Regions from separate parts of the Zea mays genome. Here regions 2 and 3 are each linked to region 1. The links are chromatin contacts, called in public Hi-C maps. All regions are on one chromosome and are shown on one strand. The core of a region is the stretch at or near the end of the contact, and the rest is flanking DNA. Distances in the headings are between cores, read along the strand shown.

Region 1 (4,214 bases), core at 22-2,521:
AAAATGTTCGCTGCAGCGGTGACTGAGGCGGCTGCCGGCTGTATTTTTTTAATACAATGTTACTGTAGATTGAACTGCAATACAGACAGCCGCAGCCGCTTCTAGCTAAAAAGAACCTGGCTAGATGTCTACATCCATAGTTTTAGTTCGTAAAAAACAGGGTATCATAAACAGATTCAGGTACCCAGATCAAACATCGCAAAGAGTAGTCATGGTTGTAACCTCATGGTTGTCCTCTGTTCCAAAATTGCCATGTCCAGTGGCATACTGTGGTGACGCCCAGGAAGGGAACTGGTCTCCACCAGCTTGCTCTGCCTCCTCACGACCTGCTGATGCCTGCATACCGCCATCAGACTCTGCGAGCTCCCCCAGCTGCCGAAGAATCTCCTCGTTCACCTTCCGGTCCGGCGAGATGCTCCGGTTCTTGTGCATCGGATAACCAGTCGAGAATTTAGGTCACAGAAATCAGAGTAAAACGTAGACATGACTGGTAAACTTTAGTGGGGCAGTGATGTATGGGGAAAAAAGCATTGCTACTACCTTGGGCGAGGGCGGCGTTAGGAGGGGTTCGAATCCATGGCAAGGGGTGGTGGGCACGATGAGATCCTCCAAACTCAGCACCTGGGGCTCCTCCCAGATGTTCCACCAGGCACCATCTTCGGCGGCCGGCTTGTCGAAGAGGGGCACCGCGAGGAGCGCGGCGAGGTCGCTCGCCGGAGGGCACCCGGAATAGGGCTGCACGGCGCAGCGGTCGTGGAGCGGCGGGTCACCGCCATCCCGGTGCCTCCCGAAGTCGCAGTTGGAGCAGAGGAAGGCGGAGGTCGAGGCGCGGCGGAAGACGGCCCCGGCGGCGCAGCAGCCGGCGCAGAGCGGGGCGCGGGCGTGGCGGGAGCAGACCCCGTTGGCGCCGTGCACGAGGCGGTCGCACGGCAGGCAGAGCCTGGCGGAGTCGGCGCGGCAGTAGACCGCCGCCGCCGCGGTCCCGCAGTAGTCGCAGGTCGCCGCCTCCGCGCCGGCGCCGTTGCCGGCCTCCGCCTCGCCGGGTGCGGGTTTCTTGGCCTCCTCCGCGTCCGCCGGCTCTGGTTCATGGTCCCGCCCCGCGCCCAACAACTCGTCCCGCCGGTCGTCGTCACCCTCACCCATGCCGTTGTTGTACTGGCGACGACAAGCGCTAGTGACTGAGTGCTGGATCGTGAGACTGGGCTAGAGTAGTAGGATGAGACGGTAGTCTGCGCCTCTGCGGAGTGGTGGAAGAGACGGGCCCTGTTTCGCTTCCGTTTGCCCCGACCGGCTTTGCTTGGGGGATAAGAAGGTGGAGACTGGACTGGAGCGAGAAACGTGAGCGCCGTAAATGCTGAAAGGGACAGCCTGAAAGGGAGGCGCAACGCACGACGTCGACGAAGGACGGAAGAACGAGAGCGGAGAGCCAGAGGCTCGCCCCGCCCCCTGTGCCTGTACCGTCTACCGTGTGCTGCTACTTGTCTGCTCGGCGACTCCCCGCGAAGGCGCGAAGCTTTGCGCTGGACTGGGCAGGTGTCCCGTCATCTCGTCGGTTACCTTGTCACCGCATCGGCCATCGGGTGTACGTGACCGATGACTCGGTGACCCCGCACAGGCACGGCACGGCGCCGACTCGTGATCTTTGCCGCGAGAAGCTCTTTTTGTTTCTCGACGTGATGGCAGTTGGCAAAGGCACTCGGGACGAGGTCGTAGTACCTACGCGCGCAGCGGCGCAGGGAGGGAGGTCATGCGGTGTGGTCGCTTTCGGAGAGGGGACAAGGACGAAGAGAAGGGGTCGCAATGGTCGTTGCTCGGGAGGGTAGGGCCGTAGGGGAAGGAGAGAACAAAAGCCACGGAGCAGCAGCAGCTTCGCCATGGTTCGACTTCGACGGGGACGGGATCTGGGAAGAGAGCAGGTGCACTTGTCTGGCGGGAAATATCTGATGTACGACCCGGCGGGAGATGCTGCCGTTGGTGGACAGCTCGGCGGCAGCGGAACCCGCGGGAGTTTCGTGACGTCACCAGTGACGATTTCGTCCCTCGAGTTTGGGGGTGGGGCTTTTATTTTTACACTACAAAAAGATAGTCTTCTATTTTTTTGTTAACGACTACTCAATCAAATGGACAAAGGAAGCTCCACATTGATTACTCTGAAAAAAGCGGTTGTGTCATGTACAAACGGTTTAGTGAGAATCACTAAAAGTTGTTTCATATATATTTCACAGTTTCATCTTAAGGCCGCTAAAAGAATGTCAACAGTTATTTTTAATTTTGCACTACGTAGAAATCCAGCTTTTAGAAAAAGTTATTTTCTAGATTGAGTCCTTTGGCTTGGCTTATGAAGATCAAAAACCAAAAGCCAAACAAAACACACCCTGAGGAACCAGCCTATTCATATGACATTGAGATTACTTGCAAAGCCAACTTGAAGAAAACCATTTGCGAGTCATGACTTCCACATACTACACACATGGATCTAAGGAACATGAAAAAACTCATATACTATCATCAAGTAACGCAAAGCTCAAGGTGGTTCACCTAAGGGTTAACAGGCCCCATATAAATCTGTATCTATTTGGTTGGTGCCTTCGTTTAGCACTTTTTGTGGCGAGCAAAACTAAAATACATTTACGATTGACTATAATAGCATCTATACCCCTACATGAATTTTGTTGATTAATAATAGCATAAGATTATTGAGATTATGTATGTTTTGCACAAACAATATGGGTGAGGTCACGCTAACGAAGATTGATTAGGCTTATGTAGTTTTCGTGTCCTCTGTTGATGGAAATCAATTGTCGGTTTCAAATGATGCGCCAGAAGGTTAAGCATCGACTAGTTCTAAGTGTTAGTGGAGTTGTTGGACTCTTAGAGTAGTGATATGACCTTTCTTTAGCCATACCATTAATAGGGCATGAGCAATTGAGCGGGTAGTTTGATCTAGGTAAGCCTGGTTAGGAGTGGTGTTGCACACTTTCGATAACAAGTGCTAAGTAAGGCCATAAGAAGTTTGAAACAAACCCCATCTGAAAAACGATCGAAAAGCATTTAGAGTCACTTGTTTCATCAATCTCAACATCATGCACTTCAACTATGGCATATGTTCTGTTGTGGACTATATGTTTTGCAATATGTAAAAATATCCAATAAGAACCTTCATCATATTTCTTCTCAATCATGCTCATTCTTGTGACTTCCTTGAGAACATAGCTGTTGCAATCAAAGACTACAAAATAAGCAATATTTGGATTCTTGCAATCAATGTCTCATATGGTGTCTTATTCAATAACTAATGGCATTAGAACTTATTGCTTGCATGACATGTTGTGTTGACAGTTTCTGTCTTAAAAGCACCACTCATATTATACTCGTTAAACATATGTCTTACCATATCAACAAGAGCCATATTCTTCCCCGCTCCATAACAAGACCATTCGTTTGTGGAGTATACTTAGCTAAAAATCATGTTTAATATCCATGTTATCGCATAACTCTTATATTCTCGCGAGTTTCTAAAGTGCTTCCATTGTCACTCGTTACTTTCTTGAATTTTAACTCAAACTCATTTTCACTTCTATTGTCAAATGATCTAAAGATGTCGAAGACCTCACTCTTGCCATTGAGATAGAAAGTATAGGAAAACCTTAAAAAGTCACACATTATAACAAGACTATGTTTATTGCCATCAACGCTTGTGTATGTAGTTGGTCCGAATAAACACATATACAATAATTCCAATGGCTCACTAGTGATTATTATTTTTTGTAGGGATGGGTATTTCCAACTTATTACCTACACCATATCTATATTAACCATAGATTGTTTTGCCGAATTGTCCACTCATTCATTGGACAGTTTATCAAAAGTACATAAAAGTAAACCACCTATGCACATCTCTGACTTGTTCACATTGATGATCTAACATATCACATAGACACATAAACTAAATAGAGCCAAGTGATACTCCTAAGTTCGAGATGTCTATATCCTTGACAGACACTTCGAGCTCGAGGCATATCCTTGGATGGTCCAACAACCCTCTCAACAACACACGTGCCTTAAGGGCTTAAGGAAATCTTATGTACATAACTACATAGCTTGATAAGTGAAAACACAAAATAGTATTTATACAACTTAACATTATTACCTGAAAAGGCCTTAAATGATTTATATTACTTGGGTAAATCCTACATAGTGTAATCCTATATTCA
Region 2 (4,052 bases), core at 1,112-3,611, 180 kb after region 1:
ATTTTTTTAGATATAGGTCGTAAAACATATTTAAAAGTATAGATAAGGAAAGATGCATAAGACGTATGGTTGCAGATAGGTTGTATAGCCGTGTAGGGAAGAATGGCGTGGCAGTGCCAAACCACGTGACATCATCAGATTGCAAAAGGAAAGATGGTGGATAGCAATGATAACAGGTACATATTGATGGGTATTGTCATTTCATACTCATGCTCGTGAATAAAACCCATGCCGTAGCCAGATACAAATCCATGCATATACCCGTGCCCGACAATTCTTTATGACTAGACACATATAATTCTAATTATTCAGTAGATTAAACAAGAAATAAGACAATATTGAAACAAATTATGTATGACTATAATGTAAGTTGAAATTATTCGAACTCTATAACACAAGTTCATTGCCTAATCATATCACTAACAGGTCAAGACATAAAAAGGTGCACAATATAATTGAGCTGGATATATTTTATTCACAATTTTGTAGGTTCAGATAACATAAGAACGCACTCACATCCACAAAACGACGGATACTACTTTATTCTCCTTAATAAACTCATGAATAAGTAAAATATTGTGGTATTGTCATCTATCGCCGGGCAACGTAGTTCCACGAGGATACCTTTGCGAGGAAGATGATTTGCTCCCAAACCATACTCTGAAGGGAACGATGGTGGGGCAGCCTCACATTGCAAAGGAAGCTACTCCACAACGAGCAGGAGACAAAAAAAATATTTAGACCATGTTTTGTTTAACTTTTGCTACAAAAAATGTAACACCAACCAAACAAGTAAAATGTGAAGTTGCTTTTCTAGAACCACCTATTTTCGTTGCAGCACCTTAAACTCTACCTTTTGATTTCTTGCTTTTCTAAATGGATGGAAATACAGAAATGTTTCATTGCCATTTTAAAAATCCCTTTGTCCCCCAAAATTATAAATCACACTTCACGAGGAAGCAAATAATCTTAAAGTTGATTAAGTTTGTAGAAGACATTATCTAAGTTTAGACCTCAAAAAGGATTTATTATAAAAAACACATTTCATGATTAATCTAACGATATTTCTTATGAATAATAAACATCAATATATTTTTATACGTATTAGGTTCAAATTACTTTTTTGACTTCTTGGGAAACGAGAGTTACTTTCTTTTAGTACGAAGGGACTAGTTGTTTCAACTAAATAATTTATATTTTTCTCAGCAAATAACTCTAGTTTTTTTATAGCATAAGGCTGATCCAAACTAACCCTAAGCTAGATCCAAAGTTCAATACCCTTGTATGTTACTCCCCCCGATCCATCGATTAGGGCATATATTCTTTTGGCACGATCTTTAAAGCAAAACTTTGACTATTTATATCTTTCAAAATATGTCATCAATAAATACAAATACAAAGATATCACTTGTCTTAAATTACTTTTTTATATGAATACACATATAATGCATGCATATACTATATATATATATATAAATAAATTATTTAGTTAAATATTTAAAAGGTTGACCTTTTCCAAATGCATATGGAGAAAATATTATAAAAAACGGTAAACAAAGCATTTTTAAAAAGTACAAGACAAGGCGAAGCATTTTTTTTTACTAGAGTATCTTTTGTGATTTCATATGTGAGCTGCTCCCTTCGTCTGCTTGATTTAGATGTTCTAATCCATTTGGCTTGTCGCGTTTGTAGTCCCAGTATTTTATTCTCAACTTGATTCGAGGAGGCGCCTCATCCCTATGTCGGCGCCGTACTGTTCACCTCGTTAGGGCTTGCTTTGGGGCCATGTGGATTAGAGGAGATTAGTATAGATTGAGAGGGATTTTGATTTTTTAAGATTAAAATCTAGCATTCCTCTTCAATTTATATGGATTAGGGTCTATCTAGCTGGAAAGTATATGTTATTATGGAGATACGGGAAAAGTAAACCCATCTGTTCCACGCAAAAAGTCTACTCTTAGAGCATCTCCAAGAGACTAGTTAAATGGCTCAGCAAGCCAAATTTTAGCTATTCAACAACAAAATAACTCTCCAACAGACTAGCTATCTGACTCGTCAAGCTATCCGACTCTCTAAATTGGCTCCCTCACTAGTCAAATTTGGCTAGCCACCTGACTAGTCAAACTAGATAGATAATCTGTTGGGATAAAGATGCTACATATAGAGTATAATCTTTATGAAAATGTAAATAGAGAGTTAAATAGAGAGTCAAAAATGAAGATTCTTTTGGAGATGCTCTTACATGGCACGGCCGCATGAGCACATCCACGTCATGTCCAGGCGAGCGAGGCATGATCCGGATTCCGGACGGACACCGAGAAAAACGAGATCCATCTGCTTTCAGCAGCTGAGCTGAGAGAGTCAAACCTTTCTCCGGAGTCCGGAGCACGGGCACACAAGGCAGAGCCGCAGAGGCACGTCCAGCTCTCCTCCTCGGTCCCGGTCCCCTCCCCGGTCCACACTCCATCGCGCCCGCTGCACTCCACTCCCTCTCCCCACTCCCCAACCCCAGCTCCAGAGCCACCGCCGGTGACCAGCAACACCCTCATGGGCTGCGTCCACGGCCGCCCCTCCACGCCCAGCCCCGACCACCCGCCGCAGCCGCCCGAGCCGCCAGCCCCCGCGGCGGCGCAGGAGGCCACCGGGAAGGCCGAGCAGCCGGCGGCGCCAGCCGAGAAGCCGGCCCCACGGGAGAGGCGCTCCCTCTCGCCGCGCAGCGGCCCCGGCCCCAGCTTCGCCAACAGGGCGCGCGGGGAGCAGGTCGCCGCCGGCTGGCCCGCCTGGCTCTCCGCCGTCGCCGGCGAGGCCATCGACGGATGGACCCCGCGTCGTGCCGACTCCTTCGAGAAGATTGACAAGGTACGTTCGCGCGCCCTCCCATTCGCATTCGCATTCCCCCGGCCCGCCCGCGTTTCGTGGCGCGGCCATTTGGAGTCACCTGACAAAAACCTTCGTTTGCATCTCTGTGGGCTGCGCGCCTGCGCCGCCGGGCAGATCGGCCAGGGCACATACAGCAACGTGTACAAGGCGCGCGACACGGTGAGCGGCAAGATCGTGGCGCTCAAGAAGGTGCGCTTCGACAACCTCGAGCCCGAGAGCGTCCGCTTCATGGCCCGCGAGATCCTCATCCTCCGACGCCTCGACCACCCCAACGTCGTCAAGCTCGACGGCCTCGTCACCTCCCGCATGTCCTGCAGCCTCTACCTCGTCTTCGAGTACATGGAGCACGACCTCGCGGGCCTCGCCGCCAGCCCGGAAATCAAGTTCACCGAGCCACAGGTCCCCGACCACCGTTACCGCACTGCATCCGCAGGGTGCCATCAGGTTCACGCACTCACAGCGCAAGCGCATGAATGGAACGCAGGTCAAGTGCTATATGAATCAGTTGTTGTCGGGTCTGGAGCACTGCCACGACCGGGGGGTGCTGCATCGCGACATCAAGGGCTCGAATCTGCTCCTGGACAACAATGGCATGCTCAAGATTGCAGATTTTGGTCTCGCGTCATTCTTCGACCCGGACCGTAAACAGCCGATGACGAGCCGGGTGGTGACCCTATGGTACCGGCCACCCGAGCTACTTCTCGGCGCAACGGACTATGGGGTAGGTGTGGACCTGTGGAGCGCAGGGTGTATCCTGGCCGAGTTGCTCGCTGGGAGGCCAATTATGCCGGGGCAAACAGAGGTTAGCATAACGTCCTTAACTGTCCAATATCTCGATTAGATATTCTTTACATTTGGCTGAATTCCAGTGAAACATAGCTTGCCTCGTACTCAGTTCAGGATTGAGCGTAGTTCTGTTTGGTTGGAATTAAATTCTATTCTAATAATTATAATTTAGACAAACTAATTGAGTTAATATATTTATTTATGTAATATATTTGTATGTTATCCTAAAGGGGTGTTTGGTTTCTAGGGACTAATGTTTAGTCCCTACATTTTATTCCATTTTAGTTCCAAAATTGTCAAATATAGAAACTACAACTTTATTTTAGTTTCTATATTTAGCAATTTATAAACTAAAAAGGAATAAAATGAAGGGACTAAACATTAGT
Region 3 (4,075 bases), core at 401-2,900, 210 kb before region 1:
TCTACAAACGTAGTCTATTAATAAATACAGAATTAAATGTATTTGTATAGCATCAGATCGATAGAACAGACGACAAATTCGTACAGTGGGAAGTGAGGCGTCTGTTGCTACTTGGTTTACGAGCCAGAGGCGTCTCTTCACGGAGAGACGGCTCTAAGATTTTTTTGCAAATAACCCCCTTAAACACCTTAAGAGCCTCCACATTAAACACCACTGTACATGCCCTTAGAGGCCACCCATACAAATGTACTATGGCAATTGGCAAACAATGCGATTGGTTCCATCTCTTGGGAATTGGGCGTTGTCGGTTACCTGTGCGACGAGAAGATGTCCACCAACGCGTGCCTGTCGCGAAGGTCAACCTGCAGAGGCCGAGGTAGCAGTATTGATTAGAAATATATATAAAAAAAATTGCGGGCGTGGAGGTGGATATAGTTAGGCGCTAATGAAGCGGCATTCGACGACGGAATGAGTGGGACGGAAATGGACGATTGGAGTTAGGCAGGTCAGCTTCGATTCAGGTTTGGCTGCGCGCACGGGCTGCGAGTAGGCTAATGGTTGACCCGACCTGTGGATCTGGGCAGAGGCAGAGGCAGAGGAGGCGGCAGAGCATAACGAGGCGAGGCCGGCACGACGACGCGTTCCATGGTGTATTTACTTATTTATTAGTGTAGAAGAAAGAAGAAAGGTATTTGTATGTGGAAGGAAGGCGGAAGGATAGATACAGGAGAGAAGGGAAACAAGAAAGCAACGCGTGGCGTGTATGTGGGTGGTGTTACCCATTTCCAGTTTCCATCCACTAGACTAGAGGGCACGCCAGCGAAGACCCGGGCGGCGCCCGCGGCTTTCGCGATGGAAACCCAAGGAAACGAGTCTCGATAGAGCTAGGAACTGCTGGTGATACAGCAAAATGGTCCTTAACCGCCATGGGAAGGCCTGGCCTGGGACATCTCATCCAAAGCAGGAGAGAAACCTTCCCCACAAATCAATATCTGCCCCTATATTTTTTTTTCGCATTGATTGTTGATTCGCTGAGATTTTGCTACGAAATCAAATAATGAATGAATGGAAACGGAACAAAAAAAATTAGTAAGGCTGGAGAACTCCGTTACTAGCAGCAGTTCGTGGAGAAGTAAGTAGGATCAAACATACCACATAAAATTCCATCACTAGAATCAAACCCAAACATTTTCTACCGAGGAGGAAAACAGGGGGAAAAAAGCCTGACTAGAAAGTAGAAACGGAACTAGCACTGGGGCAGGGGTAGGAAGCAATCACGCGTAGGGCCGCGCACCTTGTGGAAGACGAGGTTGGCGCCGTCGTGCCCGGCGAGCTCGGCGACGCGGGCGAGGGCGGCCTCGGAGGCGTTGTCGAGGTTGTCGACGACGACGACGCGGAAGCCCTGCTGCAGCAGCTGCAGCACCGTGTGGCTGCCGATGTACCCGGCGCCGCCCGTCACGAGGATGGTCCGGAGCACGGCGGACACCATCGTCGGTAGGCCCTCGGATCGCCCGTCACAGGGATGGGATGATGGATGTGTGTGTGTGAGAGAGAGAGGGGAGAGGATGAGTTGTCTGTGTGCGCGCTCGCTCGCACTGACTGCCGCTCAGGGGAACGAACGAGATCGAGATTGCCGTGCTTCTGTTTCGCAAACCGCTCCGGCGCTTCCCCCATTTCTTATATAGCCGCTCGCCCCGGCCCCGGGCCTCGAGGGCCTGCGCCTGCGCCTGGGCCAGCCGAGGGCCGGGCGCGCGCGAGGATTCGGGAGTCAGCCACGCCACGTCCCTTACGAAACCGCGCAGATTTTTCTCCGCCTCGCTCGTGATTCCCTATGAATGATGCGCGCTGCCACGCCACCCCGCTCTCGCCCGTCCAGGTGTACAGTACAGTACATCCATCCACGATTCCGCATCAAGTCAACCATATCAAATCCAAGCAACTCATAACCATAATCCAACGTAAACGCGATTTGCTTCCATTCAATTTCTTCCTCTAAGTGCACGTCTAGCATCTTAGACAATCGGTTTATTTTAAATTTAATCAAATATATTAACAAACTAGTGATGCTTATAGTACTAAATAAATATTATTAAATTAATTACAGCATATGTTCTTTAGGCTAAATTTACTTAAAGATATGGATACTATTTTTTTTTCTTTTATAAATCTAGTTAGACCTAAATCAATTTGACCTTTTGAGGCGTGGTCAGATGTGCTTTTGTCTTTAATCGACGGAGTACATAATTGCTACCTACGGCAGTGGCGGACGCAGAACAAAATTCTATGTGGGGCCGACAGTGCATGAGACAAATTATCATACTAGACCATAATTATAGATTAATGATAATAACATGAATGCTAAATAATAATATCTAGTGTTTCCAAAAATGATATGAATACCAAAAACATTTTTGGCTACCTAAAGTAGAGCTAAAGAGAGAAAATAGGTGGACTGACTGAGGACGAGGCACTAAGGCAGAGCAGCCGCATCGGCGCGTCGTTCTGGAGAGTCATCAAATTTGTCGTGAGATGGCGTTGGTGAGACGACGACAGGTGCGAGGAGCGAGTGCAGGAGGCGAGGTAGCGATAGATGACGGTGACGGCAAGCGACAGCCATTGTCGTGTTGCGACGGCGCGCAGAGACCCTAATGAGTTAGCGAGAGACAGGTGACGCCATGATCCCACCAACAGCTTGCCCATCTGCTGATGCGGACTAGGAGGCAAAATATCAATGTTGTGTGCAGGATCCCGATGAGTCGACGAGCTGATGGGTGATGAGAACGCAAGGTGAGCTGCAGCGTGCGGGTTAGGTCACTGACTTACTGGTCAGTCGATGACCGAATAAGTGAGTGAGTCACGAGTGGGCTTGCGCTAGGGAAGAGAATCAAATGGCTCAGTGAAGAGTGGACTGAGCAGTGAAACGTCGAGAAAAAAATAGATCAAAATCTTAGTTTTTATTAGATTTGTCCACGCTAACTATACAAAAGTTTGTTTATTTTGCTGTGTACCTAAACCTAGGTATAAGGGGTTAAAAAAATTGAGGTGGGGCCGTGGCCCACCTTGCCCACCCCTTGCATCCGCCCCTGACCTACGGCACACATGAATAACTCACGTTATTATGGAGATTTTATTTCCATAGGCAACAAATACATATAAATTCACTCCACGTAACTCTTATTTAACGCGTCAAATTGAGAGGCCGGACGGTCCGCGGTTCGGACGGTCCGTGTCTGTGGGCCGAACGGTCCGCGCAAGAGCAGAATAGATTAGGGTTCCGAGTTTCTTGCTACGTTTGTTGGCGAGAATCTCGGGATACACTCGGAATTTTGTTGGTAACGAGTCCAGCCCCCTCTATAAAAGCAGAGGAATACGGTCGATTTAATCAATGAATCGAACCCTCAATCAATACAATTTACATTTATTCTTAGGAGTAGTTCTAGTCTAGTTCTAGGTTAGTCTTCCAATCCCCAATTATTCGCTTCTCTTCGACTCTACGTCGATTAGAGGAGTCTAGGTCGGCCTGCCGAGCCTAGACATCACCTAGGATCTCTCCTCCCCGACGGGGTCCCTCCCGAGAGCGAGATCCACGCACCGCCGGCGATCTTCCGCCGCCCCTGCGCACGCACGGACCATCCGGCCGTCAGGAAAGAAATCCTAGCCTCGCACCAGGTCGTGGACCGTCCGCCCCTGTGCAGAGAGCACCGGCGCTGGTTCGTGTTGAGTGATTGGCGCTCGAAAAAGGTGTCAACATACTTTTTGGCGACTCCGCTAAGGACAACACATCTAGACCCATCAAATCGGCCCTCAATGGCCGGTTCAAGGGATAGTTCTGAAGTCTCCCCCAGCAACATTATAGAGCCGACTTGGGAAACCTTGCCGGCTGACGAACATCTCCAGTTCGAGGAGCATAAGGAGCAGCTGATTCAAGAGGCGAGGGCAAAGTTCCTGGCCAACTTCAAGGTGGACAGGAACAATACAGTCGTCCGACAACGAGTGATGGATCCGGCTTCGCTCCGACCCACACCAGATATCCCCAATGTAAGTAATACAAACGAGCTATAATCTCTTAAGAATT

Evidence for each region. A called contact is a pair of places that touch in the nucleus more often than the background predicts.
Region 2: a contact with region 1 is called in a Hi-C map of leaf, with 4 times the contacts expected there. The contact joins the promoter of LOC100281653 here to the promoter of LOC100383648 in region 1. A contact is called at or near these places in 9 of 25 Hi-C or Micro-C datasets (bundle sheath, ear, endosperm and 4 more).
Region 3: a Hi-C map of leaf shows a contact between it and region 1, with 6 times the contacts expected there. The contact joins the promoter of LOC542127 here to the promoter of LOC100383648 in region 1. A contact is called at or near these places in 2 of 25 Hi-C or Micro-C datasets (bundle sheath and leaf).

Annotation. Positions count from the first base shown.
Region 1 is chr1:59,901,438-59,905,651 of Zm-B73-REFERENCE-NAM-5.0, reverse strand. LOC100383648 reads right to left here and starts at 1,271. Exons shown (of 4, transcript NM_001176293.1): 1 at 541-1,271; 2 at 223-423. The coding sequence starts at 1,143.
Region 2 is chr1:59,727,278-59,731,329 of Zm-B73-REFERENCE-NAM-5.0, reverse strand. LOC100281653 reads left to right here and starts at 2,361. Exons shown (of 7, transcript NM_001154572.2): 1 at 2,361-2,859; 2 at 2,995-3,279; 3 at 3,365-3,682. The coding sequence starts at 2,548.
Region 3 is chr1:60,114,124-60,118,198 of Zm-B73-REFERENCE-NAM-5.0, reverse strand. It overlaps LOC542127 (UDP-glucose-4-epimerase), which reads right to left and starts at 1,650. Exons shown (of 9, transcript NM_001111759.2): 1 at 1,295-1,650; 2 at 313-362. The coding sequence starts at 1,489.